Linked DNA regions of Mus musculus: regions 2, 3, 4, 5, 6 and 7 are each linked to region 1. Evidence: chromatin contacts called from public HiCAR-type, HiChIP or PLAC-seq and promoter capture Hi-C data. All regions are on one chromosome and are shown on one strand. Each heading gives the region's core, a stretch centred on a gene start, on an enhancer-like site or on the middle of the called end of the contact. The rest is flanking DNA. Distances are from core to core; before and after follow the strand shown.

The links. Promoter capture Hi-C pulls out the DNA fragments that hold promoters and counts their contacts. HiCAR-type assays count read pairs that join an accessible place to other places. HiChIP or PLAC-seq counts read pairs in DNA pulled down with a chosen protein or histone mark.
Region 2: a contact with region 1 is called in a promoter capture Hi-C map of erythroid cells, with 2.7 times the contacts expected there. The contact joins the promoter of Pik3cb here to the promoter of Pccb in region 1. A contact is called at or near these places in 1 of 39 promoter capture datasets (erythroid cells) and 1 of 115 datasets of contacts at active chromatin or transcription factors (pancreatic cancer cells).
Region 3: a contact with region 1 is called in a promoter capture Hi-C map of stem cell-derived epiblast-like cells, with 4 times the contacts expected there. The contact joins the promoter of Ryk here to the promoter of Pccb in region 1. A contact is called at or near these places in 4 of 39 promoter capture datasets (the 3T3-L1 cell line, liver and stem cell-derived epiblast-like cells) and 1 of 115 datasets of contacts at active chromatin or transcription factors (embryonic stem cells).
Region 4: a contact with region 1 is called in an H3K27ac HiChIP or PLAC-seq map of embryonic stem cells, with 7 times the contacts expected there. The contact joins the promoter of Amotl2 here to the promoter of Pccb in region 1. A contact is called at or near these places in 2 of 39 promoter capture datasets (both in embryonic stem cells), 4 of 115 datasets of contacts at active chromatin or transcription factors (astrocytes, embryonic stem cells and extraembryonic endoderm stem cells) and 1 of 9 other capture datasets (embryonic stem cells).
Region 5: a contact with region 1 is called in a promoter capture Hi-C map of second pharyngeal arch cranial neural crest, with 6 times the contacts expected there. The contact joins the enhancer-like site here to the promoter of Pccb in region 1. A contact is called at or near these places in 4 of 39 promoter capture datasets (the 3T3-L1 cell line, embryonic stem cells, pre-B cells and 1 more) and 1 of 115 datasets of contacts at active chromatin or transcription factors (embryonic stem cells).
Region 6: a contact with region 1 is called in a promoter capture Hi-C map of erythroid cells, with 6 times the contacts expected there. The contact joins the promoter of Dbr1 here to the promoter of Pccb in region 1. A contact is called at or near these places in 5 of 39 promoter capture datasets (embryonic stem cells, erythroid cells, hippocampal neurons and 2 more) and 1 of 9 other capture datasets (pancreatic islet).
Region 7: a HiCAR-type map of astrocytes shows a contact between it and region 1, with 4 times the contacts expected there. The contact joins the promoter of Dzip1l here to the promoter of Pccb in region 1. A contact is called at or near these places in 2 of 39 promoter capture datasets (embryonic stem cells and hippocampal neurons) and 3 of 115 datasets of contacts at active chromatin or transcription factors (astrocytes, embryonic stem cells and pancreatic cancer cells).

What each region holds. Positions count from the first base shown.
Region 1 is chr9:101,033,134-101,036,935 of GRCm38.p6, reverse strand. Pccb (propionyl Coenzyme A carboxylase, beta polypeptide) reads left to right here and starts at 2,052. Exons shown (of 15, transcript NM_025835.3): 1 at 2,052-2,267. The coding sequence starts at 2,079.
Region 2 is chr9:99,138,015-99,141,816 of GRCm38.p6, reverse strand. It overlaps Pik3cb (phosphatidylinositol-4,5-bisphosphate 3-kinase catalytic subunit beta), which reads left to right and starts at 1,606. Exons shown (of 24, transcript NM_029094.3): 1 at 1,606-1,826. It also overlaps the pseudogene Gm2773.
Region 3 is chr9:102,832,836-102,836,637 of GRCm38.p6, reverse strand. Ryk (receptor-like tyrosine kinase) reads right to left here and starts at 1,718. Exons shown (of 15, transcript NM_013649.3): 1 at 1,399-1,718. The coding sequence starts at 1,582.
Region 4 is chr9:102,716,190-102,719,991 of GRCm38.p6, reverse strand. Amotl2 (angiomotin-like 2) reads right to left here and starts at 2,188. Exons shown (of 10, transcript NM_019764.2): 1 at 2,090-2,188.
Region 5 is chr9:102,543,114-102,546,915 of GRCm38.p6, reverse strand. It overlaps Ky (kyphoscoliosis peptidase), which reads right to left. Exons shown (of 11, transcript NM_024291.3): 11 at 677-3,802. Among named protein-coding and RNA genes, the nearest start is that of Gm29387, 14 kb to the left of the region's middle. Within about 2 kb of position 1,990, at least 90 of the 459 cell types and tissues checked have an H3K27ac peak or open chromatin away from gene starts, as enhancers often do. A contact at or near this core is called in second pharyngeal arch cranial neural crest, where this site is marked.
Region 6 is chr9:99,574,159-99,577,960 of GRCm38.p6, reverse strand. It overlaps Dbr1 (debranching RNA lariats 1), which reads right to left and starts at 2,162. Exons shown (of 8, transcript NM_031403.3): 1 at 1,836-2,162; 2 at 1,261-1,385. The coding sequence starts at 2,032.
Region 7 is chr9:99,627,593-99,631,394 of GRCm38.p6, reverse strand. It overlaps Dzip1l (DAZ interacting protein 1-like), which reads right to left and starts at 1,864. Exons shown (of 16, transcript NM_028258.4): 1 at 1,726-1,864.

The sequences.
Region 1 (3,802 bases), core at 803-3,302:
GAACTCAAGGGTTTCTCAGGCTTCCCCACCCCCAGTTCCCCACCATCATGAAGGGTGCCAAGGCTCTATAAATAAATAAATCTTAAAAAAAAAAAAAAAGCAGGGCCAAGAGCTCTCTCATCTGGTGTCCCGTAGATGTAGGAGTTCCTTGCCCAGTCAGGAGTCTTCAGACCTTGGACAGCTTCTGTCTATGTTGAGGGAAACAGTTCTAAGAAACACAACTTGCGGCAAGTAGGTGGCTCAAAGATGATTATTCAGCCATGTTTAATCCCAGTACTTGAAAGGCTGAGGCAGGTGGATCTCTGAATTTCGGGCCAATCTTGTCTACATCATGAGTTCCAGGCCAGTTTAAGAGAGAGAGAGCCTCAAAACGTAAATGAAATAAATAAATAAAATGACATTAACGTTAAAGTCTCAGGCCAGAATTTGAACTCTGTGGGAGTCCTGCAGAGAGGTGGAGTGAGGTGGATTTAGGAAGGGTTAATAATCAACTCTGGCAGGCTTTTTTTATTTTTTTATTTTTTATTTTTTGGCTAAGAATGAGAAATATGCACCTTGTACTTTGCCTTAAAGACCTGCCACTTCGCTGGGTAAACAGATGAGAAAGCATTCATAGTAGAGTTTTCGAAAGCACTGGAGCAGCACTTCTCAGATGTTAGCATCTGAACTGACTAAAGGGTCCTTGCTAAGAGGTCAGCAGCCTCCCCCCCCCCCCCCCGCCCCCGCCCCCCGCCCCCGCCGCCGCCTTGCATCCCCTCTGATTAGTAGGTCTGAGCCCGAGCAGTCTGCTCCTAGTTTACTTTTCCTATTTCCTCCCAGCTAATGCCAAAGCCGCTGTGTTGACAAGATTCTCTTCTTGACCAAACTTCGGTCAGGCTCTACTGAGCATCTCTTGAATAGAACTGACCTTGGCTCCCAGGTCCTCTCTTCTAGAGGGTAGCTTTGCCAAGAATCCTGCTAAGTCAGTTATGCCAGAATCTTCCACCCTTGATGAGGGATCGCCCTCCATATTTGATAAGGTTCTTCTTCCACTGTCCCCCAAATGATGTCTGAGCACCCTGGCTTGCCTTCAACCAAGCAAACGTTGTTTGTCAGATTGCTCCTTGCCCTGTGTTCCCTATTAATTTTCTATCCATTGAGCTCCCTCCCCGATACATCTTGTCTTTGGTGTATTCGGGGTTGAGGCCAACCTCTCTCCCCTACTGTAAAACCCTATGGAGCCTAGACCTAGCACAATGGTCTCTAAAAGTTTACTTCACCATTCTGTGTCTCGTCACAAACTTAAAAAACATCAAATAATTTGTGTGTATCAGAGTTTGGGCGTGCACATGTGGAAGTCACAGGACAACATGGGGTGTCAATGGTCCCCTTATTTGTGTGAGAATTGGGTCTCATTTGCTTCTGTACATGCTAGGGTGGCTGTTCCGTGAGCTTCCTGGGATTCTTTTATTTCTGTCAGCTATCTCACCTAGGCAACCTCTCTGTACAGACACTCATTACTCTGGCTGAGTACTGAGTTTGGGGACCCCAATTTTGGTCCTCATACTCAGGCTGGCAAAGGCTTTAACTTAGCACTGAGCCAAGTAGCTTCCCAGCTCCTCTCCCCTTTAAGAGACCCTCTCTGGAGCTCAATACGTAGCTCACAAAACATTTCAGTCTTGACGCCATACAAACCTACTTCTGTTCCTGTGTATCCCATCTCTGAAATCTGGATATAAATTATTTCAAGGCTAAGTTTTAAGAGCAAAACCTGGCACAGCATTTGGTAAAAGTTGGTCAGAGCTCATTATCTATTCATTTTTGGGGGGAAGAGGGTCGACGAAGCCTGGAGTTTAGATGGCTAACGCAGAACGAGGAATGAAGTCCTTGTTCTGTGTGGCTACACGGGCACAGAGCTGAGAGGCAGGTATTTCCTAGAACAGGACCGCCTTGAGCCTGAATGCAAGCCTGTGACTGCTACCAGCTTTAGGGCCAGCGACGACGCGCAGGCGCAGACTCGCAATGTCTACGCTCTCTGCGCATGCGTCCTGAGGTGCAGTGTGTGTCACGCTGGCAGTCAAAAAAAAAAAAAAAAAAAAATGGCGGCGGCGATTAGGATTCGGGCGGTGGCGGCTGGAGCGAGGCTCAGCGTTCTGAATTGCGGCCTCGGCATCACGACCCGCGGCCTTTGCAGCCAGCCGGTTTCAGTTAAAGAGCGCATCGACAACAAGCGCCATGCAGCGTTGCTGGGAGGAGGCCAGCGCCGCATCGACGCGCAGCACAAGCGAGTGAGTCACGGGCGCCAGTGCGTCCCGCCCCCTCCGCTCCCGCCCTATCACAGCGCGCCGGGCTCGCGGCGCACGAGCCTCCCAGCCAATAGGCGCTGCGCCTGGGAGGGGCGCGGCGAGAACGTCCACCTGGAGAACCTAGAGCCCCCTCGGGTGTCAGTAGACATCTGCACCACTTAGGGAGGTCCCCAGGCGGTGGTGGTGGGCATTGGTCGTCGGATGGATGGATGGATGTGACCGGTCTCCAGCTGCGCTCCACTTAGCAGCTTTGAACTTTTGGGAAAGGTGGTCTTTAGAAAGCACCGTAAACAGAATAATGTCTTCCAGGTCTTGTTTGAATAAGATTGCCACGTTAATCGGCCACAGGCTCTGAATTTAAAAGACGGGATTGTTCTCCCGCTGCCTGAAAGTGTTTATGACAGTTTTTTTTTTTTTTTTTTTTTTCCCTTCCCTCTTCTCGGGGAAGGAAGCAGTAAAACCCAGGCACGAAGTATTAGAAAAAACTTGGTTATGTTCACATTAACCTGGTGTGTTGTCTCCCTGCGTGCTGGGGATTTGTGACGCCTGTGACCGAGGAAGTCTGGTTGGCCTCTTGAGAGGTTCATGTATCGATCTGCTGCATAGGAAGCAGGTGGACTTTCTATAAACTCTCAGGCTACTCTGCTGAGAGCAGCTGAGGCGGGAATCACATTTGAGCTTCTTCTGGGGAGGTCATTTAGCAGCAGAAAAACAAAAAACAACAGAAGCTGGAAGAGGTGACCCTAGACTTGAAGCCAGACTTGCCCAGTGTGTCCTTGACAACTGAGTGAGTCCAGGCAGAAGAGCTGGATAAGTTAACATGAAGGTTCCCTAAGGGAAGGGCTCCTGTGAAGGGCATGCAAGTCTTACCCAAGTGTGTGAAAATCTGGGTCAAATGTTGATTCAGATGTCCTGAGTTAGGTTTGAAAAAAGAAAAATGCTCAAGGAAAACTATTTATTCCTCTTGACACTTAGGGATGTAAATGTGGTTGTAAGGTTTATGGTGAGCCATAAGCCCTCTCTCCCTTGGGGTCCCTCTGAAGGGCTATTAAGTTCCCTGGGAAAGCCTGTCACTGCTCTGGTAACCTTTCTCTTGGGACACCCTTGCTCAGTTGCCTATTGCACCCCAGGCAAGATCCTGATGCTCTTACATTAAGGCCTTCAGAGCAGGTTTTCTGCTGTCAGAGTTTATTTAGTTGGGAGGCTAATTTGTGTTCCCTTTAAGCAAGTTTTTCATTATGTCCGTGAATCAGATGTCCTAAAAGAGGACCAGAAAGTATGAATATCTTAAAATTTATCGATCTGTCTATTATCTATATATCTATCTATCTGTCTATCTCCGTAGTTGTTAGATTATTTCCCCCCAAAGTACATTTGTTTTCCACAGCCTCTTTCCACAGCCTCTTTGGCTTTTACTTTTTGTTTGTTTGTTTGTTTGTTTTTCGAGACAGGGTTTCTCTGTGTAGCCCTGGCTGACCTGGAACTCACTTTGTAGACCAGGCTGGCCTCGAACTCAG
Region 2 (3,802 bases), core at 357-2,856, 1.9 Mb after region 1:
TAGCAATACTATCAGCAAAGAACAGTGTAAAGATTAGGCCTCGATCCACTCTTTGTCATAGTACATTCCTATTCTAGCATTTCCATCCCCGATATTCACAGAAACTTCACAGGTATTTGGCAAGCTTCTTGTTTTACTCTCTGTCTCTGTGTCTCTGTCTGTCTCTGTGTCTGCCTCTCTCTCTCTCTCTCTCTCTCTCTCTGTCTCTGTCTCTCTCTCTCTCTCCAGGTTTCTCTGTGTACTCCTAGCTTTCCTGGAACTTGCTCTGTAGACCAAGCTGGCCTCAACTCACAGATCTGCCAGCCTGGCTTGTGTCACCAACCCTTTCTGCTTGGTCAGAAAGCCATTGCTAGTCTAGTGCAAGATACTTTTGCTTCTGTGGTGGACATGAGACTGACCTTGTGGTGGAGGGGAAGGAAGAAGCTTGGTACAAGGGTCGAGGATCAACGTGTGAAGGTCCTTTACTGACATTTCTGGCTGTGAGCTCGCTAAATATTAAGGGGAATTCTATTCATTAGACATCTGAAAAGACCTGGGCTTCACAGTTGGGTTAAGCATTTAATGTCCCACTGGCAATGGGCTGAAGCCTCAAAAGCTCCACATAAAATTACTTGTAGAAACCCCAAACTTGTACAAGCATGGTGAAATAGGTTAACCTCTGTTTTTTGTTTTTGTTTTTGTTTTTTTTTTGAGACAGGGTCCCTGCTATGCAGCTTTGCCTAGTCTGCAACTCAGGAAGTAACCTAGCTGGCCTGGCAATGCACCTGCCTTCTGGTCCTGAATGCAGAGCTTTATAGGCATTAGCCACCACGCTTGATTTTTTTTTTTTTTTAAATCACTTAGTTACATCCGCAGAATCAAACTATTGTTTTGACACCTTGTCTCATTTTCCTTCTACTTGTAGATTCTATCCTAGACTACTTAAGTATTTGCTTGAATTGTTAGAGTGGCGTTAGGTTACAGTAGGTTTACTATATGTAAACAAAAAGACTACAAGTATCCCACGCAGGACCTCTTAGGCTATGTGAGTGCCCTACCGCTGAGCTCTATCCGCCGCGCCCAAGGTTTGGCTGACAGTAAGTGAAATTCAAGCGTCTCACTAAAGAGCCATGAAATTTCCCGACAGCAGGGAGACAGAGGCGAGAAAAAAAAAAAAAAGCGCTGGGCGAAGTGTAAGGTTTGGCAGCCAAACGTCAGCTGCGGTGGTGCAGAGACGAACACAGAAGTGTTTCAAAGGCTGGACTCTTTACATCTAAATGATCGTTCACATCGCAGGGAATGGAAGGCCAGCTGGGCCGTGGGAACAAAGGGGAGTCTGCGGAGAAGCGGAACCGGGAGGTGCAGGTTTTCCCGAAGGCGGCGAGCTGGGGGCTGCAGACACCGCAGTGCTCTGCGAGCCAACCCCAGCGCGCCGGCAGCGCAGTAGGAACGCGGCACCGACAGCCGCACAGGGCGAGGCTGGTGCTGCCTCCCCTCGAGGGGCGGGGCTTGCGCGGTGAGTGGGCGGGGCTGCCTGGAGGCGGGCGTCGGGGGATTGGCCCTAGAGGGTGGGCGGGGCCGGGCAGCGGGGAGGAGAGCCCGGGAGGCTCGCGCGCGCGCTCGCGCAGGCGCGGGCACGGCGGTGGCGCGCGCGTGCTCCGTCGGGCGGTGCAGCGGCTGCGACGGAGCCGGCCATGGTCGTGGGCGGTGGGCGGGTGTCGCGCTGAGCCCCGAAGGCAGCAAGAGACTGGGAGCGGGGCATGCGGGTGTCGGAGCCAGGCGGGCACGGCTGCGGGAGCTGCTGACGGCGCTGCGGGATCGGGAGCCGGTGGCGGCGCGCGGGGCAGGTGAGCGCGGGAGGCGGCGCGGGCTGCGGCGCTGGCGGCTCGGGCGGGCGCTTCCTGCCGGGCTCGGCCGCGGGAGCGCGGGCTCCGAGGTACGCGGCGCCCAGGCCTCGGGCGGCGGACACCGAGCAGCGGAGGGCGCCCGGTGGGCGACCACAGAGAGAGCGGGCGCGGCACGGCCCAGCCGGTGTCGGTGCGGACGCCCGGCGGCTGCGGACCCTCAGGTGTTTCGGCGCAGCGTTCACCGCACGATTCCGGGCTCTCCGGTTTCAGACCGGTCAGAGTCCCGGTGCTGCGGCTAACCCGTCCCGCGCGGCCTTGGCTGAAATACCCCGAGGAGACGTGAAGCGGGAACTGTGAATACTCACCTCCCGGGATTGCGGGAGGCCGTGCTAACCTCGCTGTAAGTGCTCGGTGGACGGGAGCTTTTGGGAGTCGCTCACTGCAGCATCCTTGCTGGCTCTGGCTTGTTCCTTCCTAGAGGTTGGTATTGGGGGCAAATTTATTTCCGAACCGCTCTAGTGTTGCAATAAGCTCAACTCGAGTTGCTTAACGAAGGAGCCTGTTATCTTACAGCGGCCAGAGTAGGATTCTGTAGTCTCTTCCTAGAATTCTGTAGTTTCTCTCTTGGAAAGGCTGACTTGGAAACCTGTCTTGGGTACGGAGTGAATTAGTGCTAAGAATCCTATCAGAATCAGAGTTTACACAACGTGGAAGATGGTGGTGGGACATGTTACCTGACTTACTTTGGTATTTAACCCATCTGAAGTGACACTTAAATTGTCACTTGTTACAGAGTATAAACACAGGAAGAGTATGGAAACATACTCCTTTTTTCCTGCATTGCTACATCCGAAGGGAGTGACAAGTGCTTTTGTAAACATCGTTGTGGGCAGTGTTACTTACTGTCTGGTGAAGTCATCATAATTAAATTAGATGAGTATTTATTCTGAAGTGCTGAATGGATGTTTGGGAATACCAGTCGTAATGAAATCTCCAAGGAGTCTGAGTTTCCAGGAGTTCATTATCACTTGCGGGTCTTGGTACTGCTTTGTAAGTTTTTTTGTTTTGTTTTGTTTTATTTTGTTTTGGATCTTTTGAGACAGAACCTTGCGGTGTTATGGATCTTTTGAGACAGAACTTTGCGGTGTTAGTCCTCAGTGGTCTGGAACTCACTCTATAGACTAGGCTGGCTTTGATTCATGCCTCTTTCTCCCTTGTCTTTGGATTACAGAACTCGGCATATCCAGAATAGATGTTAAAAGTTAGGGTGGCATCCACTTGTAGTCCCATTGCTGGGGAGGGGCACACAAGTAGATTCCAGGAGTTTGCTGGTAGACCTGCTAGCTTAGCAGAATCATGGCACCCTAGGCCAATGAGAGACTCTACCTAAAAAAATAAGATGTGTGGCATCTGAGGAACACACAACACACACACACACAGATTTTTAAAAAAGAAAGCAGAAGACAGAACTGTGTAGAAAGACTATATAATGTGTGAAAGATCAGGGTGGCTTGGATTAGGCTATTGCCCAAGTTTTGGAAGACCAAAAATCTGAAATGGTAAAATTGAAATTGTAGTCACTAAAGCCAAAAGGATTTAAGAAGCATCTTTAGTTTACCCTCGTGATTCACACACTGACTAGGACATTCCACCTTCAGGGTGTTTTTACAAAGTGGAAAAATCAGGTTGCTTTTCTTGTGCTAAAGATCATTGGCCTGACCACAAGTCAGATGTTGATTTATTTTATTTTATTTTTTAAAACTCAGGGCTTTTTATATCAGGGAAGTGCTTTATGCCAGAGCTTACCTGTCCCCAGCCCTGTTGTATACTTTAAAAAAAAAACAAAAAACAAAAAACCAACCCCAAACAAACCTAAAATGGAATATTGCTCTATCCTCAGGCTGGCCTTCGACTTGCAGCGTAGCTCCTGCTTCTTGCATCTCTGGGCAATTCTGCATCTCTCCACCCTAGTGCTA
Region 3 (3,802 bases), core at 469-2,968, 1.8 Mb before region 1:
TGACCTCCACAGAACACATCGTGGTACACACACACCAAAATAAATAAAAGTAACAGCAAAACTCTAACACGCAACGGTAGGCACATGTACTCGTCTCTGTCTGCTGCCAGATATCTCTGTCTCCCTACTTCCATCCTGGCTAAGGCAGGAGAGGAAATACATGTCAATAAAGTCACAATTACGTAAGTTCTTTTAACAACAACAAAAACAACCCTTACAAAAGCACGCCTAGGAGCCGCACTACAAATCGTTATTTTTTCCCAAGCCTTTCTCCCATGCTCCAGGCGTAACTCAGATGCCATTTCAATTCTGCTAGACTAAATTCAGCTAATTCAACTAGACTATAAGGAAGGTTAAATTAGGATGTTAGGAAAACACAGTTCTTTAGTTAAAGCCGATAAACCTACACATACAACTATGTCTAAACAGTCTGCTAAAAGCAGTTTTCATTCCGAGGCTAAACTCTCTCAACAGACCCTAAGAAACTCTTCTAACAGGCAGAAGGCTCTCTGTGAGCTTGAGGCCAACCTGGTCTACATAGTGGATTCCAAAACAGCCCAGGCTACATAAAGTCCCTGTCTGGAAAGGAAAAACAAAACAAAACAAACAAACAAACAAACAAACAAAAAAACCTCCTCTAATACACACATACGCATACACACGCGCGCGCACACCACACACACACACACACACACTTGGGGGAGGCATACTCGCTCACTAAAAAAGTGACACTTAATGGATATTTAGGGGGAGACCTTTCCAGTTCCAACACTTCACTCTAAAACACCCCGATAAAAAGTGAAGGGACTGCCTTAATGCACAAAAGACGGCAAAAGCTGGGTATCCCTAACTATCAGAGACTTCCTTTTGATGGCTGGCCAGGCCTTCCTTCAAGGGCTGATTTTCAGAATGCACAGAGTTCCAAGCGGAGGGCAGAGTCGGACTCCCCAAACAACGGGCTAAACAGGTAAACGGAACCACCGCCGACGGACCCCAAAGCCAAGTTCTCCTCTCGCTTCAGGGTCTGCAGAGTAGGCAAGTGGCCTGGAACGGCAGCATCAGGTCACACTCAAGGAACCCAAGGCAAACCCCGATGCTTGGGATCCGGTCGGCCCGAAGGTGTGCAGGATGCCACACAACTCAGGGCGCCCGGCTCACCTTGCCCCCCACTCGCTAACCAGAAAGCAAGCGCACGGCGGCGGCGTGGCCTGTGGGCCACCCACAGCAGGCTAAGGAGCGGCCACCCGTGTCCCGAGCGCCGACTCCGAGGCTCCGGAGCTCCGCGGCCTAGAGTGACACGCGCAGGGAGGCTGCAGAGAGGGAGAGAGAGAGAGAGAGCGCGGGCGGCGCAGCGGCAGCACCGCGGGCTCACGAGGCCCCGGGAGCCGCGCCACTCACCAAGCAGCCGGCGCACCTCGTCCTCGCTCAGGTAGAGGCTCACGCTGGGTCCCGCAGGAGCGGCGGCCAGGGCCGGGGACCGCGGGGCGGCGGCGGGCAGCATCGCCAGCAGCAGCAGCAGCAGCGGCGGCGGCGGGGCCCTCAGGCCGCCGCTCCCCGGGACGCCGCCCCGGCCCGCGCGCATGGCCGCCGCCGAGCAGGAGCGTCCGCCGCCCGCCGCGCCGCCGCGCACCCCGGCCCCGAGCGCCTCACAGCCCCGAGCCGGGGGCGGCCGGCCAGCTCATCGCGCCGCCGCTTCAGACCCGCCGCCCGGGAACGGGAGGGGGTGGGGGGGCGAGCTGCGGGCGGAGACGCGCGCGTGCGCGTGCCCGCCGTGCGCGAGGGCGCGCACGCATGTGCCGCCCGACCGAGAGCGCCTGGTTCTGGGGCGCGCGTGCACGGGAGAGCGTCTCAGACCTGAGGTCGGGGTGGGGGCCGCGCGTAGGGGTTGGTATAAATAACATTACGTTGTTTGCCAGGCTGAAACGCGCGAGGAATAAAGGAAATGAGTTAAAGAGACACAAACTAATCAAAAACAATAATGAAGTGCCCTGGCCAGGCGAAGGGCTCTAGGCTAATATAGCCAGTCCCCAGCCCAAGTCGTTGAGGCCTAGAGTCGGTTGGTCTCTTTATTCTTCCCCAGGTGCGCCCTGAGTCTTGGATGCTGTCTCAAAAGAAAAGAATGCTGTTTTATTTAGTGAGAAGGGACGGGTACGTAGAAATCTTCCCTTATCCCACCATCAGAGGTCAGCCTCTAGTTAGCATGTCTGTTCCCTAAAATTCACATGCCACACACTTTCCAGAAAGCAAAAACAAAAACAAAAAAAACTCATAAAACCTTAGTAAACTTTTTATTTTGTATTTTGGTTTACAGTTTGTTTGTTTGTTTGTTTGTTTTGAGACAGGGTCTCACTATGTAGCCCTGGCCCGCATGGAACTTGCTATGTAGACCAAGCTGGCCTTGAACTCACAGAGATCTGCCTGCCTCTGCTTCCCAAGTGCCAGGATTAAAGGCCTGTGCCACCCATGCCCAGCAAGCTTATTTTTACATGTGACGAACTTTTATTATCCTAGTTCTCCTTTACTGTAAATCAACCTGTATCTGGGCTTTTAACCTGTGGTCCATGCCAGCCCCCCCCTCCAAAACATGGAATGTATGTGAGTGTGTGCTTATGGCTGTACATGGCTGTCTGTGTGCATGGGTGCTTTCACATACTGGAGAGTGGTTTTTACATTTCATCCCTTGCTCTAGGAAGCCCTTGTCTCCCTAAACCGGTTAAGGATCTCTGATACATCCCAGAGACTCTGATGAAGAATTTGGGGAAGCCCCAGTCAAGCTTACTCCACAAGCCATCACTCAGGCTGGCTCCCAAGCATCCCTTCTCACTTCCTCCAGAACAGGGTCATCCCATCCCTGTGACCCGTTCACTGACCTTATGCCTCCCTCCTTGCCTGTGGAGAGCAGCTGCTTTCTGCCCGGCCTAGCTTCAAGCTCCCAGTTGCCCATCCACACGCAGGCCCTGAGAGATATTACCTGTATCCCCTGCCAGGGCAGGGAGAGAGACCGAAGAGGAGGATAGTTGGATCTTGATATTTTTCCCCCCTCTCTCCTGTAGTGAGAGGGATGGATTCCATTTGGAGACAAGCTGGCCTCAATTTGTCAAGCTTCAGTTCCCCAGCACAGAATACAGTGCCCTGCAGGAAGAGACCAGGAAGTGGGCATGAACTGAACAAAAGCATGCCATCAGTGAATGATGAAAAACACAAGTCACCTGTGGCCACAGCTACCTCGTAGGGAACCAGGGCCCTGCCAGGAAGGACTCTAGGAACCTATGCTGTGAACAGGGCTCTCTACTCAAGAAAACAAAGGGGGTGGGGGCGGAGCCGTCTTGAAAGCAAAGGTTTGCTGTCTACATTTTTTGCAGCAAGCTAATAATCTCCAAGAATGGAAGCTGAGTCTTCTAGAGGCTGGTTTACTTCCATATCTTTAGCCAGTGACATCTTGAGATACTATGATACAATATATCCCAAAGGTGTCAGTCAAGCGGGACTAAGCACTGGTATTTATCAATGGTGTGGCCTTGGGAAAATTAAACTCTCCTAGCCTCGGTTAAGCACCAGCGGTAAGGCCTGACTTGCAGGGCTTTTACAAGGATTTAATTGGAGAAGCTATAAATAAAACACCTGGGCGGACACTGGGTGACTGCTACAATTGTTATGATTACTGTTGACATAATGAACCCTTCCTTCTAATGGCCACTTCTGTGTAGTTTCATCACCAAACAGTTCAAATGAGGTATCCTCCAAAAGTCCCTTCACTAACCCCCCCTGCATAACCCAGAGCCTGTACCCAACATGAATTTTT
Region 4 (3,802 bases), core at 939-3,438, 1.7 Mb before region 1:
GGGTGGGTAGGTGGGTGGTTTTACACAGGCCCAGATGCAAGTGCTAATATGGCCATCTATTGATTAAGTTTAGTTACTGAGCTTCTGATCCTTAGTTTGCCATTAATATAAATATATATATGCATATATGTATATACATACATATATATGTACACACACACACACACACACACACACACACACACACAGTGTGTCTCTTGGAGTTGAAATGTAAGAAGCTGAGCGCCTGGTATGCTATAAATCCTTGGCAAATGCTTATCATTGTAACATTTATGGAGATTTAGCTGATCTTACAGATATACAACAGAAAACCAGAAGGCTATCTCATATCACAGTCCCCGGCAGTCAGCCATTACCCCAAACAATCTCATGGGCAAACTGTAGGACAGGCGTCCATCAAATTCAACCACTTAGCAATAGGGTTCCCAGTTTACTGGCAGGCGGTAAAGAAAGAATGTAGCCCAGCAGAAAGAAGCCCTAAGCAAATAATTCCATTGATTCTTTAGAATAAAGACGCGTGAGCCAGACCCTGGGCTCAAAGGCTGCTGATAAAATAAATCTGAGTCTCCCTGTCACAGATGACCTTAGCAGCCACTCTGCAAGGTGAGCAGCACAAGAAGCCCCATGGAAATTGGTGAGGAGGCAGAGGGGAGCTTGCAGTAACTGAGCCAGGGAAACATTTTCCATGACCACCAACCTCTTTTCTTGGCACACACATTTGCTACTTAGAAAAACCCCTCCCTACGTGTATGCTAGAGGCACACAGGGGATGATCCCTCTGCATCTCTGTTGATATTAGTAACAACTACCTATGCCAGTTGATGGGGTAATGAGGCGAGGGGGGAGACAAAGGAAGGGGGTGGTGGCCCCTTTCTGTGCCATACTAATGCTAGCCCCCTGTCCTACCTCAGTTTGGGAATGGTATGTTGGCAGAGCTGGAGAAAGGTAATGAGCCCTGACGATACCCAAGCCAGCAACTAATCCTCCCCCCCCCCCCCAACTGCACCCTGCAATGTGTAAGACTTGAAGAGTCTGCTCACACGCGGCTTTTTCTACGCGGTATTTCCTAAGTTAATCACTGTCTGGGCTGACTCGCGCTAAGGATCCGGGAGCGGCTAGAAGGAATGCTGAGCCTTCCCGGCAGATTCCAGGCGCGCCGACTATGAGCCAGGCTCTCGGAGCACCGAACATTTCCGAGGCCTTTCATCGCACAAACGTCCCAATCGAATCCCCTAGATGCACAATCTTTCTTTCAAATACTTATATAAGAGCACTTACTGAAAATCAACTTCCTTACACGGGCGCTGTACCTGGGCTGCACTGGAGCGCTGCACTCGGAAAACCAGCCACCTTTCTAAGCAAACACGGGTCTCTGGCCTTGGCCTGGGCTCACTCCAGCAAAAGGAACCAACGCTAGTCTCCAAGTCAACCAGGCCAGTCCAGGGTCCCGGCGTTACTCACCTCTACCGAGGCAGACCACTAGCACCGGTGGCTGCCCGAGCGCCCCGGGCGAGCAAAACCCGCAACCGCGAGAGGTCTTTAAGCATCGCGGGTACGCCTCTCTCCCTAACCCTCTTTGTTTTCCAAATACTTCAGCGCTGACGTCACCGGACTGGACAGCAGGCTGCATTCTTTCTAAGTGAGAGCCAGTTCGTGGCTCCGCAGAGGATTTTCCAAGGAAGACAAAGAGGAATTCTTGAGCTAGCTGAGGGTAAAAGCCACCTGTATCCCCAATCCAGACAAAGCAGCCACGGTAACCTCATAATTCAGCGAGATATGCCTACCGCAGCTTTTCACTTGCCCCGCACGCGAGACGCACACTCCCAAACACTGATCCTCTGTCCTTCCTCCAGCCCCAGTGGGTCGGAGAATGGTGTCCTCACCCCCACAAAAGCGCGAGCAGTCTAGGCTAGACACCCAGGATCGATCCTCGAAAGGGTTCACAGTCTCCCCTCCCGCTCCCGGGGAGGCTCGTCCACCCCAGCTCCGATCTCCAGAAAGGGTCGGACTGATCGCGGTGTCCCGCTGCTGCTGGGAAGCGTCCCCGCCGGCCTCGCGCACTGCCCGGAGTGCCCGGCACCTTGCTTACCGCTGCGGCCCGCGGCTGCCGGCGCACGCAGACCCGGTTCGGCTTAGGTACAGTCAGCAACGGAGGTGCGCACTAGTCGGTGGCGCCGATGATCTGCTTGCTCGCGCCCCAGTGCGCAGCCTCTAGGTCAGCCCGCGCTGGAGGCGGCTGCTATGCCAGGAATGTGAGAGTTTCAGGTTCCCCCTCGGGATCAAAGCGAACCACAAATAACCTCTCAGCGCGCCGCCCTCCTCCGCTCTCCGCCTCCCTCCGCTCCCCGGGCCAGCCCCCGCCTTCCTCCCGGGAGGCGGCGCTGCGGCTGGCCGCTGGGCTGGCCTCAGCCTTGTCCCCTTGCCACTCTGGGCTCTGGCGGCCGTGCGGCATTCATTCCCTGCCACCCTGCTTTGTGTCCTAGCTGTTGGGAGTGTCTTAACCAACTCGTCCCAAGATCGCCCCACCACTGCCCGCACCGGGTTCTCACCCTCCATTCCTACAGGCACCGAGGGACGACTCCAGGGATCAGCCTCTCACGCCCCTATGGTGGCTGTAAGAAGGGTCTGTGGCGTTTTGGAAATGGCGGGAGGACTGCACAGCAGTTCACATCCGCCCAGCCTTGACAGTGTTGCAGACGAAACGATGTTTCGGCCCGCCGCTGCCCAGCCTCTTTCCTAACTCCTACTATTTCACCCCCCAGCGGCAAACTTTGAATTGCACTTTTATTGTTTACAAACACCTTGGCCAGCTCTTTTAATCCTGCCTCTACAGGAAGTGTGTGAATCTGGGTTGAAAATCTGGTGGATTTAACCCACTACCTAACTAAATGAATCAACCACTCACTGGGCATTCGGTCCAACTCCTCCCTAACTCCGCTCATCTTTAAGCCAAGCACGCGGCGGGTCACCACTTGCTTTTTACTCGGCCATCCGACTCCAGTAACCCTCCGACGGTGCTCTTATCATGTCTGTAATAAATAAGAAACCAAGGTTCAGAGAGTCTAAACAACTTGCCTAGGGTCACACAGAGAGTAGCCAATGAAGCCAGGTCCCTTTTCTTGGTCTTCAAAATCCGGTCTCCGTAACCTGACAAGGCAGAGAGTCTCTGCTTCCACCTACCTGTCCCGAGTTTCAGTGTCTTTTCCACCTCGTCTACACCTAGCCAACCCTCTTTGTCTTCCGCTTCTCTGGCTTTTGGTGTGGAATCGACTCCTTTGTCATTTGGACCCTTCTACTTCCCCAGGAGACTCCTCCAGCTTAGCTGCTCTGACTCCCTCCCCTCCCCGCCCCCCCCACCCTCTTTCTGGTTAGAGCGTGCATTCCTCAGTCCCATCCACCTCGAATCAGGACCAATTTCTGCTGCGGGACTGCCGGGCCCAACCCCCTCCTTCCCTCGGCGTTCTCAATTCCTAAGTTTGCTGGAGGGGACCAAGGACAAGAAACCTTTCAAACTCAATAGTCAGGGATGTGGTTATTTTTGTATAAAGCTTTCCTTTAAAAGGGAGGGGTTCTCAGGAGTTAACCCCCCTTGCTGCCTTTACAGAGGATGTGCCTTCGATTCCCAGCACCTACCTGGTGGTTCACAGCCATCTGTAACTCCAGTTCCAGAGGATCTGATAGGCAATTCTAAATTATGCTGGTACGAGGCACCTACATGGTGTTTGACCGTACATGCAAGCAAAGCATTCATACATATAAGATAAAACAAAAAGCCTAAAAAGAAAACAAAAAAATGTGTATA
Region 5 (3,802 bases), core at 741-3,240, 1.5 Mb before region 1:
TTCCTCTGTGAACCCCCACCCCAAGGATGAAGTGTAACACATCTCGGGTTTTTGTGTCTGGCAATGAGGGATGCGATAAGCTCAGATTTGGGAACACAAATCTTTTTGCCCTTCACACTACAGCTATGAGAATGGTCTCCATGGTTACAGCAGCTTCTCAGAGGTGTCTAGATTTTCATTTTTTTCTTTTTTCCTCCAGTCCTCTAAATGTCTAATTTACGAGTAATCAGTTTAGGCAACCTGGAAAGTTTCGAGTGTGTGCGTGAATATCAAGAAACGTATAGCATATATTCAGCACCCCAAAAGTAGGTTGACAGGAAAAATTTTGGCACGTTTTTCTTCTCCCACTCTAAAAAGAAATTTGGGCTGACTTTAAAATGTTCAAGTTAAACAAGATTCAATGAAGGAAGCGTGGTCTTCGGATTCTTCAAAGGCACGTGAGCCTCGGAGGGCCGGGGCTGACCTAATTATGTTTTCTTTAATGTGGAATCGCTATTTGCCCAACACCCCATTTGCATCTCCCCATCACGTTCAAATGGCGGGGACATTGATCTTTTCTTTTTTTTAAAAGCATCCTTTGAACATGAAAGTGTTGCCCTCCCCCCTTGGTTGTTTTTTTTTTTTTTTCTCCTTGTAAGAGCAGCGATAAGGATGGATCGATAATTACATTGTTGGATAAAAATGAATATAAATTTTATTGAAAAAGAACCCCAGCAACAATGTGAGGACAGCATCTTTAACAGCCAGTGGCCCACACTACTCAGCACACACGGGGAGAAATAGTCACCTCTGCGGCTTTACTTACTCCAGATGAAAGGAAATGGCAGACCTCAGATAAACGGCCTTTGAAATCCCACAACAGTGAGCTATATGGTCACACCATTAACCTGGTGTTTACTGCCGGCCAACCAGTACTGTTTAAGAGTTACGAGTTAGCGGAGGGAGAACCCAACCGCTTCAGTAAGCACGGCAAAGAAAATGCCGGACCACTGCGGGAACTTTTCTCCTTTTCAAGTCCTTTGAGAATTTCGCCGAGAGTTTATTGGCAACGTGTCCCTCCTGCTTCACAACAGGAAATGGTTCTTTATATCTAGCTCAAATCCTTCATGCTTCAGTTAATCTATTTACGTCTCTTTAATCTCTGTGGGCCGGGAGGAGTCCGTCCTCGTGGGACAATGTAACATATGGAGAACTCAAAATATTCACAATCAGACAGAGAACAGTCCAGCTGAGCTGGTGGCACTTTTGAAGCAAGCTGAAAGAGCTTAATTGCACCCTTTTGCCTCACCACGCCCCATCCTTCTGCACCCTGGCGCCCATCCTGGGGCCTGCCTGGCAAAACGCTGAGTTTGATCAGTTTCAGCCTGTCATTGCCATAGTAATGAGTGTGATCACAGCGACCCCAGACAGGCATTCCTGTGCCCAGGGTTTCTGTCTCAGGAAAAGCTTTCTGGGCAAGATGCTCAATTCTTAATCCCATCCTATCTTCTCACCACGCCAGGCCAGGGAAGTCTCCCCAGGCTCTTCTGACAGTCTGCAAGACAACGCTGACATTGGCATATCAACCACGAGGATAACTATCCACGATGTGGATGCCGTAGACAGCATAACTTGTCCGCAAGGGACGAGAAAGCACCTAGTGATTTTTAACAAACATCATAAAAAGAGCCAGCTTGGGGGTTTGCAGCGGTGGCAACTTCGCACGTGATCCACCAGGGGGCGCTCGTGCCATTTGATCGGCCAATGAGACTCGTGGACCAGCAGACAAAGAGGGGGATTTGAATAAAAAGCCTTCAAAACGCAGCCTCCAAATTTTCAGGCTGAGCAGCATGCGTGTAAAAATTCATGAAGATTGGATTCGGTTTCGTGTATCTTTGCTTCAGTAAAAAGAAACGCAGGCGTTTTTCCGAGTGCACCTACAGTTGCCTTGACAAAGGGACTACCTGGTTATATGAGGAGGGCGGAGCGTGTGGTTGACCCGGGCCGCTGGGAGAGGCTCGGTCTGGGTCTCTGGTGCTGAGGACAGCTCCTGTTTTGTGGGGTAGCATCCTCCACAAGCTCCAGAATAGATTAATTATGCTGTTTTGAAAAAAACATGGGGATCATTTTCTGCAGGGCTAGCAGTGGCTGTCGCGGCTGTGTCTAGCGAGTGGCAGGGACCGCCGAAGCACTTACTATTTCGTTAAAACATAGCACAGTTCTTACTGCTCATAAAATAAAAGGGGTGAGGAAAGGCTGTTTCCAGGCAGTGCAAACTCCACCGTCTTCTTGTAGTGGAGACAACGCCACCTCCCACCCCACCCCACCCCACTTTGGTGCGTTTTCCAGGCGTGAGTGACAAGATGCTGATGGGCTGAGACTGCCAGAGGACCCTGGACATGAGCCAAGGCAGCTCAGCCCCTAGCAGCCATGCTAATCACAAGTGAGGCTACCCAGTCTGGTGGAGGGGGGCTATGTGGTATCAGGTGGGTAGCAGTGGGGACCTGTGGGAAAGGGGCAGAAGGGAATGAAGAGCTGAAGTTCTGGGCTCCTAGGTCTTCAGATAGGTTCCACTTGGCAGACTGCCCACCCAGAGATGCGGGTGCCTATGGCTGAGTCCTTTGTGTTCACCTCTATAGTCCCAGGATCTAGCATGAGGGGTCAGCCACTTATCGAAGGAGTCTGATGGGCTCTTACTGAGGAAAGACTTGACTGTAGAGGCTGTGAGTATCCCAGGCTGGCTCTGGCGGCAGCTGAGCCTGAGGACATTCCTTAGAGAGCAGTGAGGGATTGGGGGGGGGGGTGGTCCTGAGACAGGCACAGTGAGCAGAGTCCTAGAACCCTGAAATTTGGTAGGGACCCTCCTGGAGCACATCTGTGCACTGGGATGCTACTGCAGGAACCTCTTGTCGGGGGGCTCTCCTCAGGCCTTCCCTGTTTGCAGCAGCCTGCTTTTCCCCCCTCAGCTGTTGCCATGGAAACACCAGCCTCAGGTGCTGCTGAGGGCCAGCTAGGCAGCTCAGGCTTTTTAGGACAGGCCGGAGCAAGTAAGAGGCCCTCAACTGTTCCCAATGGAAGGAAGGTTGAACTCAGGGCAGGGGTTGTCATCTCAGAGAAAGACAGGAGGGAAAATGGCTATGATAGGGCTTTCCTCAGAGACAGAGACCAACACTTTCTCTAGGGGGCAGGTGGTGGTCCCCTCAGCTTGGTTTGGCTTGTAAGGAAGGAGCAACATCTTGTTATCAGACACTATCCCTGGTATCTGATAACTGCTGGGGCTAATCTGCTTGCCCAGGGCCCAGGTCATCAGCCAGGCTACCAGTGGGCTATGTAGGCATTTGAGGCTCCTGAGGATGGCTGGTGGGGGGTGGGGTGGGGCAATCTCCAGGCCCTCAGCTAAACTCTGGTAGGCACATAGAATCGGGGTCTTCACCCTTCCATGTGGGTTGCTGGACCTGCAAACCCACTCCATCCCTGGTCCCCAGCCAGGACATCCGAATGTGCACACGGCTGCTTTCCTGCCCTTAGCACATCTCAGAGATGCTAGGCATCAGGAGACAGCAGCCTCCAGTTGGCTGAGGGTCAGCTGGTTTGCTTTCTACACCCACCCCCTTTGCAAGCTCTTGAAGAGCATGAAGTAGCTAATAGGAGCACTAGGAATGTGGAAGATGGGCAGGCCCGACATTCCCTGGGGTCCAGAAGTAGTGGGGAGAAACACCATGTTACTTGCAGGGGGAGCACACCTTTCTCATAGATTCAGCCTCAAGCACCAGGCAGGCATCGTGGGGAAAGCTTTCAGCACCCGCAACACCTCCGCTTTCCC
Region 6 (3,802 bases), core at 913-3,412, 1.5 Mb after region 1:
TGATGCAGTTCTGGATGACCTGGAATTCACTCCATAGACCTGGCTGGCCTCAAAACTCCTAGAGATCAGCCTGCCTCTGCCGCTACAGTGTTGGAATTAAAAACATGCCCAGCCCAAATTCATCTCTTCATAATACTGAGATTGTTGAAAGATGGCAAATCAGTAATGACAGAGAAACAAAATTCCCAAAGTTAAGATTTCATCACTAGAAAAACTTGAACATTATTCTAGAAACAATCACTTATATAAAGAGATAAAAGACCTGCAAACTTTAAAAGATGAAAAACAAAAGGAACACTTCAAGTGATATCATAGTAAATCCAGTCAGCTAAATCCAGAGCCCAGGAAATGCTACAGGGCAATCAACCTCACTGCCTACAACACACAAACCATAGAGGAAACAGAAAACAGAAACAAGGGAAGGAAGGATAAAGAGTCTAAGAGGCAGAGCCCTGAACACCAAATATTTGGATCCTACCTGAGCAAGTCATTTGTAGATCCGGTAACTGAGACATGCAGAGAAATGCGTATGGACAAGGCACGAGAGAAGGACTAACTCACTATAGTTAGGTATAAAATGGCACCAGAACTACGTGTGTCTAAAAAAAATCTATCACTCGAAAGTCATGTACTTAGGGGCTGGAGAGATGGCTCAGAGCACTGGATGCTTTTCCACAGGTCCCGAGTTCAATTCCCAGCACCACATGGTGGCTTCTAACCATCTATAATGGGATCTGGTGCTCTGTAGGCACATATGCACTCAGAACACTGTATACACGGTAGATAAATAAATACATCTTGGGGTAGGGGGAGTCATGTACTTAAAAATCCACAAATGAAATAACCCAGTGGTTAGGATTTGCTTTAAGGCATCCCAGCCATCTCCCTCAGGAAAAGTTTAAACAATACTGGATATTTAAATATGGGAGTAGAACAAAGTAATAGGAGTTGAGGTTAACAAGTAAAGAAATTTATTAAACTACTCGGTATTTTTATGTATGTTTAGCATTTTCCATTATAAAGTTTAATGCAATAAGAAAAAAGCAAAGAGACTACAAAAAAAAAAACTTGTCATCATATTAGCTATTATTTAAACCTCTAGAAGAAAATGGATGTATGTTCATGACTGGCCATTTAATAACTATTTTAACTCAATTCTCATGATTATTTAAGTTAATGGCATTCACCACATGTCTTCTAGAAGCTGCCCAGCTGGTACAGATTCTGACAAGACCAAAAAAAGTGCACATAAACACATACCTAAATAATAAATATTCGGCGCTACCCAGCCACCATAGGGTAACTCTTGCAAATGGTTTGAGGCTTCATGGTTTCCTCCAATGAAGATGGTGAGAACCGGGGCCTTTTTCTCTCCAGAGTAATATCTACAACATAACGGTAATAAAGCTGTCAGGAACCAAACTAAACACAAAAAAGCAAGAGGTCAGAAGGAAAAGGCCGAGCTCAAAAACGATCAAACGGTCCCCACTATCTTCCCATCCCTGCCCTTAAGAATAAATTAAATCTTGAGTGTCGAGCACACATTCATTGAGATCAAGAACTTTGTGAAGTGCAAGTCTGGGCTTCTAGAACCCAGACTAGCACACAGCAGGTCACGGGAAAACCAGATCATTAAATCAACTAACCATCGTGTTCTAGCAAATCCAAAGTATCTAAACCTGCTGGTGTCACCCCGGGTCCCTGGGAAGAAGAGCCAGGTGTGTACAGAGAGGAGGAGGCCAGGGCCATTTCCTAAGCTCCGGGTCCAACAGACATCGCGATCTGCGGCAGCAGGACCTGGAACCCCACGCGAGGACCGGCCGCGCGCCCCTCACCTGTAGAAGGTCTGCATGTGACGGTACTTGGGCGGCACGGCCATGCAGCGCAGGTCGGCCTCGTTGCGCACCGCCTGGAAGTCGCCGCAGCACAGAAGGAGATCCACGGGTCCCGAGCCGCGCCGCTCCGCCAGCGCCAGAGTCTCGTAGATCTTGTCCAGCTCGCCGTGGCAGCAGCCGGCCACGGCCACCCTCATCGTGACGTTGGGCCGCGGAACTCAACAGCAACACCCCGGAGCACCTGCAGCCCGGGTCGCACAGCAAAGAACACCAGGCAGCCGGCCCACCCGGCTCCCGCCAACACCAACCGAGCCGCGGCTGAGTTTCGAGTCCTTTATGTAACTTCCGGCTTCCAAGTCTCGCGAGAGAGGGAACGGGAAGGGCCCGGTCAAGCCGGAGGGGGGAAACTTTGAACTTGTTTAATGGAGACCCTGTCTGTCTTCGTGATCCCTTGCGTGCTAGCAATCTAGTGGGTTACATTGTTTAAAACTAGAAAAAGAAATAAAATCTCCAAGAATAGGGATTGAATTTAGTAAAATCAAGGTAAGCAGCCGGGCGTGGTGGCGCACGCCTTTAATCCCAGCACTTGGGAGGCAGAGGCAGGCGGATTTCTGAGTTCGAGGCCTTCCTGGTCTACAAAGTGAGTTCCAGGACAGCCAAGGCTACAGAGAAACTCTGTCTCGAAAAACCAAAAAAAAAAAATCAAGGTAAGCAAGTGAGCAGGAGCGATTGAGCAATTAATTCCCTAGAGCAAATCTCTCCCTGGCAACGATGATTGCCTTAAAAATGAATTAGAAAGTAAAAAGAGGTTTTAATGATGACATTAAAATTTAAATGCAACGTTGAAGCTTACTGATTATTTTAAAACTATACACCAACCCTCCCGGGGGGAATTTCTAAAATTATTTTTGACTAAGGGGAATGGGTATTTTCCTACCAAATTGTTTGCCTAACTGTAACGCAAGATGAATGAAAGGTTAAATATCTCGAAAACTTCTGGAGAGAAAAGGTGGCGACTAATCAAGGAAGAATGAATGGCAAAGAAGAAAGCCAGTAAAGGAAATCTAATCAAGGGCATACAGTTGTAGCGCCACGAAAGTGTTAGCGATCCCCCAAAACCAGGCAGGAGCCCATCTGATGTAACTCATAGCACGGTCTTTATTCTATCCCAGCTCGCTGTGGCTCGCCACCAACACACAGCACAGTTTTTGGTGTACCCCGAATGTCAGTGGGGACAAGACTTTATAGAAAGCTACAAGCAGAGGGTGGGATGTGGTAGTGGTGGTAGTTAAGCATCTAATTCGAGAGCTACCATGGCCTTTAACACAATTGGCTGGTGCTGGGAGTCATATCATAAACTTAATTTCTGCTTCCCTCTGCATTAGTGGTCGTTAGGCAGGGGGTGGCCTCGTAACCTGGGGGTGCAGATATGTTGGGGTAATAACCTGGGGACGCTGGTCTTGTTGAGGGGTAACTTGGAAACTAGTGTTATGTTGGTTAGTTTGTCTGAGTTCAAACTTTGGCCAGGTTCTCTAAAATGGAGTCTGAACTTACAAGATTTGGCCTCTCAACAGAGAAGTATACATTTAAACAACTGAAAAATTTAATCAGTTAAATACAATCTAGGCTGGGGGCGTGGCAGGGGGAGGGAGGGGATGGTGGCTCTGCCTTTAATCCTTGTATTCCAGAAATAAGCAAGCAGATCCCTGGCCAGTGTGGTCAGCATGGTCTATAAAGTGAATTAAGACAGCTGGGGCTAGCCGGGCGTGGTGGTGCTCGCCTTTAATCCCATTACTCGGGAGTTTGAGGCCAGCCTGGTCTACAAAGTGAGTTCCAGGACAGCCAGGGCTACACAGAGAAATCCTGTCTCGAAAAACAAAACAAACAAAAAAATTTGACAGCTGGGACTGATGCATGGAGAAGCCCTGTCCCATAAAACCAAGAAAGAAAAAAGAAAAAGAAAGAAA
Region 7 (3,802 bases), core at 615-3,114, 1.4 Mb after region 1:
CCAGGTCTACATCAAAAAACAAACAAACCAATAAACACAAGTAGTGGGACAAGAAAATTGGACTAGGGGGAGGAGGTCTCAAAGTTGGGGGGAGAGTGAGGGCTGGGGTATAATCACAATACATGTGAGAAATTCTCAAAGAATTCTTTTTAAAAAATTATAAAAGCTTACTATGAATTAGTGTCACAAAAATTTTTTTCCTTTAAAACAAAAATGGAGGTGGGCTTTGACTGGTGGCTCATGGGAATATCTTAGAGAATAAGGCCTAGCAGGACCTATTATCCCCAGGCACAGAAGTGTCAAAAACAAACAAAACCTGCTCCACATCGGAAAGAAAACTAACAGACTGTCCTGGGGTTTCTTGTCTATTAAAGCGCTGTTGCTTCCTAACAGAGCCTCTCCATCTTTATTCTGGACCAGACCCCGTCACTACAATCACCAAGCAAGTGACTGGCCAGTGTTGGGGCAAGTGGTTGGCTAGCCCACAGCTTCCTCTTCTGCAAAGTGAGCACAGGACATTCAGAACTGCCTACCAAGGGCTCCCCTTCTCCTCTGAAGTGTTCTGAGTGGCACAAACAAAAGAAGTTCAGCTCCCAAATGCACAAGATTTCTGTTCTCAATTTAAGGCATGCAGCTAAAACAGTGGTTCTCAACCTGTGGGTCGCGACCCCCGAGGAATCTCAGGTATTTTTCATGTCCGATATTTACATTAACAATTCATAACCGTAACGACATTACAGTTATGAAGCAGAATGAAATAACTTTATGGCTGGGGGAATCACTATAACATGAGGAACTGTATTAAAGGCCTGCAGCATTAGGAAGGTTCTGTACTTTAATGATCTAAAACCATTTCCACAGGAGGGAGCAAGCAGACAGACAGACAACCTTCTCTGAGCAGGGTAGTTTTCCCCTGCCAGACCACACCTTGGGGAAGGAAGTGACCATCTTGCTGAACACTTACAGACAGATGGGAGAGCAGGGTTGGAACATCTCACACTCCCTAGGCCTAATCCTGTTAGAAACCAATTCCTGGAGACATGGCCAGGACAGCACCGGCCCTGGGCCCTTCAGGACCGTTGTGAAGGCAATTCTACCAGGCCCTGTCCTCTGATCCTGCCTGGTACACACTTGCCCTGTGGACTTCTACTCTCATCCACCCCTAAGTCTGTGCTCCCGTTAAACTTCAGCCCGGGACCGGAAGCGGAGGAACCTAGACACGCCAATCTTTATTTAAAAATCATCTCGTTAGTAACCGAACCCCACTTCCCACAGAACTCGGATCTGCAGTCCCTTAGATCGCTTTACTGTTTTCAAAAACTGCATTTCCCAAGACCACACTCCTGAAAACGCCGAGGGTTGGGTGTCAGACATCCCCCATTCCGCGCCTCCGTGTCTCCTGGCATGCGAGCTCTTCCCCCCCGCAGGGTACCTCAGTCCTGCACAATCCGAAGCCGCTGGGATAAAGGGATGGAGGCACAGGGAGCGGGACGTCGTGAAGCACCCTCGACCACGCAGCTCCTTTCCTCGCTTGGCTACCGCAGCCACTAATGTTTAACCTGCGCGCGCAGCGGCCAAGTAGCTCCGCCTGGAACCGCGCTCCCTCCGGCGGCTCCCCGCTGGATTCCAGACATAGTTTTCCTGGGAGGCCTGTGGCAGTCTGGGGGTCACCCGGAACAAGGGCCGGCGACTGGAGGTCTTAGAGGTTCCCACGTCCCGACTCACCCCATCCGCAAGTCCAGACTCACTCCATCTCCTACAGTGCAGCCCGAGGATGCTGCCAGCCGCGCGGACCCTACGCGTCTCTCCCCGCCAGTAGCTCAGGCCTGGGGTCTGCGGTGCTTCCCACCCCAACCCCTACCCCCAGCCCATCCACCCACAGCAGAGGCGGAGCCTCTCCCCAGAGCCCGGGAACAGCTATTTTTAGAGTTGCAAGGGAGGGGGGTTGGGGGGAAGGAGGGAGTGCTGCTTTGAATTCGTTAAGGAAATCCAGCATCCAAGTTCCCAGGCCTTGATGAGCGGCAGGACAGACTCTGTCACCATCCCTTCACTTCACATGGCAGGATGCAGCGACTGTTGGCAAGCCCGCAAAATTAAAGGAATTTGACCTGAGCCACATTAGGAGACCCATAGGTGTGCTCCAATTTGATCAGATGGCAATCACCTTTCAGATCCCTTATCCATTAACGTTGCCCAGAAAGCTCCGGCAGGAGTTGGGGGTATTATATTTTCTCTCCTGATTATAGATCCCTGCCCCCTCTCGTTGGGACTCTCATCTCGTGACTTTAAGTTCTGGGAGGGTTTGTTGTATCTTAGGGCCTTTCTCTCAACACAGCTTCAAAATGCCAAGCTCTGCATCTTGGGGACAGCAAGGACAAAAGCCCTAGGAATAAACGTTGCCAAGGGTGGGGAGAAACTCAAATTTCTGTGCGTTATTGATGGGAATTCAAAATGGTACTGCCACTGTGGGAAACAAAATGGTTTGCCATGATTCAGCACTATTTGAAAATATTACAAGGATTAGGAGGTATAGCCTTGTTGGAGAAAGTGTGACACTGGAGGTGGGCTTTGAGGTTTCAAAACGCCCATGTCAGACCCAGTCTTCGCCCACCCTTACGGGTCAGGTGGGTCAGGATGTAACTCTTAACTATTTCTCCAACACCAGGCCTGCCTGCTACCATACTCCCTGCAATTATGATAAATGGACTAAGCCTCTGATACTGTAAGCAAGCCTCCAGTTAAGTACTTTTCTTTTTCATAAGAGTTACCTTGGTCATGGGGTCTCTTCTCAGCAACAGAATAATAAATAAGGCACATGTCTAGATCTATATCCAAAGAAGCTTAAAGCAAGACCCCAAACAAACTCTTGGACACTTGTATTTAATGAGCTGTCAAAATGGCTCAGCAGGTAAAGGGCTTTGTCATCAAGTCGGATATCCTGGATTGGATTCCTGTAACCCACACCGTGGAAGGAAACAACTCCTGAAACTTGTCCTCTGACATCTGTATATACAGATATGTGCGTGCGCGCACACACACACAATGTACAATAAAATAATAACATTATTTACAACAGCCAAAATGTGGAAGTAATCCAAGCGCCCATGGGCAGCTGATTGGCTAAGAACACGTGGCTTACACATACAATGGAATATCATTCACCCTTAATGAGGAAGGAAATACTGGCATGTGTTATTACATGGACCAGATTTGTCTTAGTCCATTTAGACTACTGTGATACAATACTACAGACTAAACAGAAACCCCTTCGCTCTGCTCTTGGAAGCTAGGAAGTCTAAGATCAAGGCATCAGCAGATCCCATCTGCTGAGCACCTATTTCCTGATCAACATTGTAGAAGGATCTAGTAGCTCTCAAAAGACTCTTATGTAAGGGCACTGAATCCAGCTGGGAGGGCTCTACTCTCATAACTGCATCACTTCCTGGAGTGAAGGTTTGGTGTTTGTTTGTTTGTTTGTTTGTTTGTTTTGATGAGAAATCACAAGCACTGAATAACTGTCATCTGCTGAGGCCACAGCATCCAATATGGCAGCCCTTTATCTCCTCAGCCTAGAGCTCTATTTCTAATCAACATGGTAGAAGGATCTAGTAGCTCTCAAAAGACTCTTCTGTAAGGGCACTGAATCCAGCTGGGAGGGCTCTACTCTCATAACTGCATCACTTCCTGGAGTCCCCATCCTTAACATTGTTTGGTTAGGAGTCCCCAAATGTCCATGTGGTAAAGTCTTGGTCCCCAGTATGGAGCTATGGGAGTTTGGTGTGACCTTTAAGAGACGAGGCCT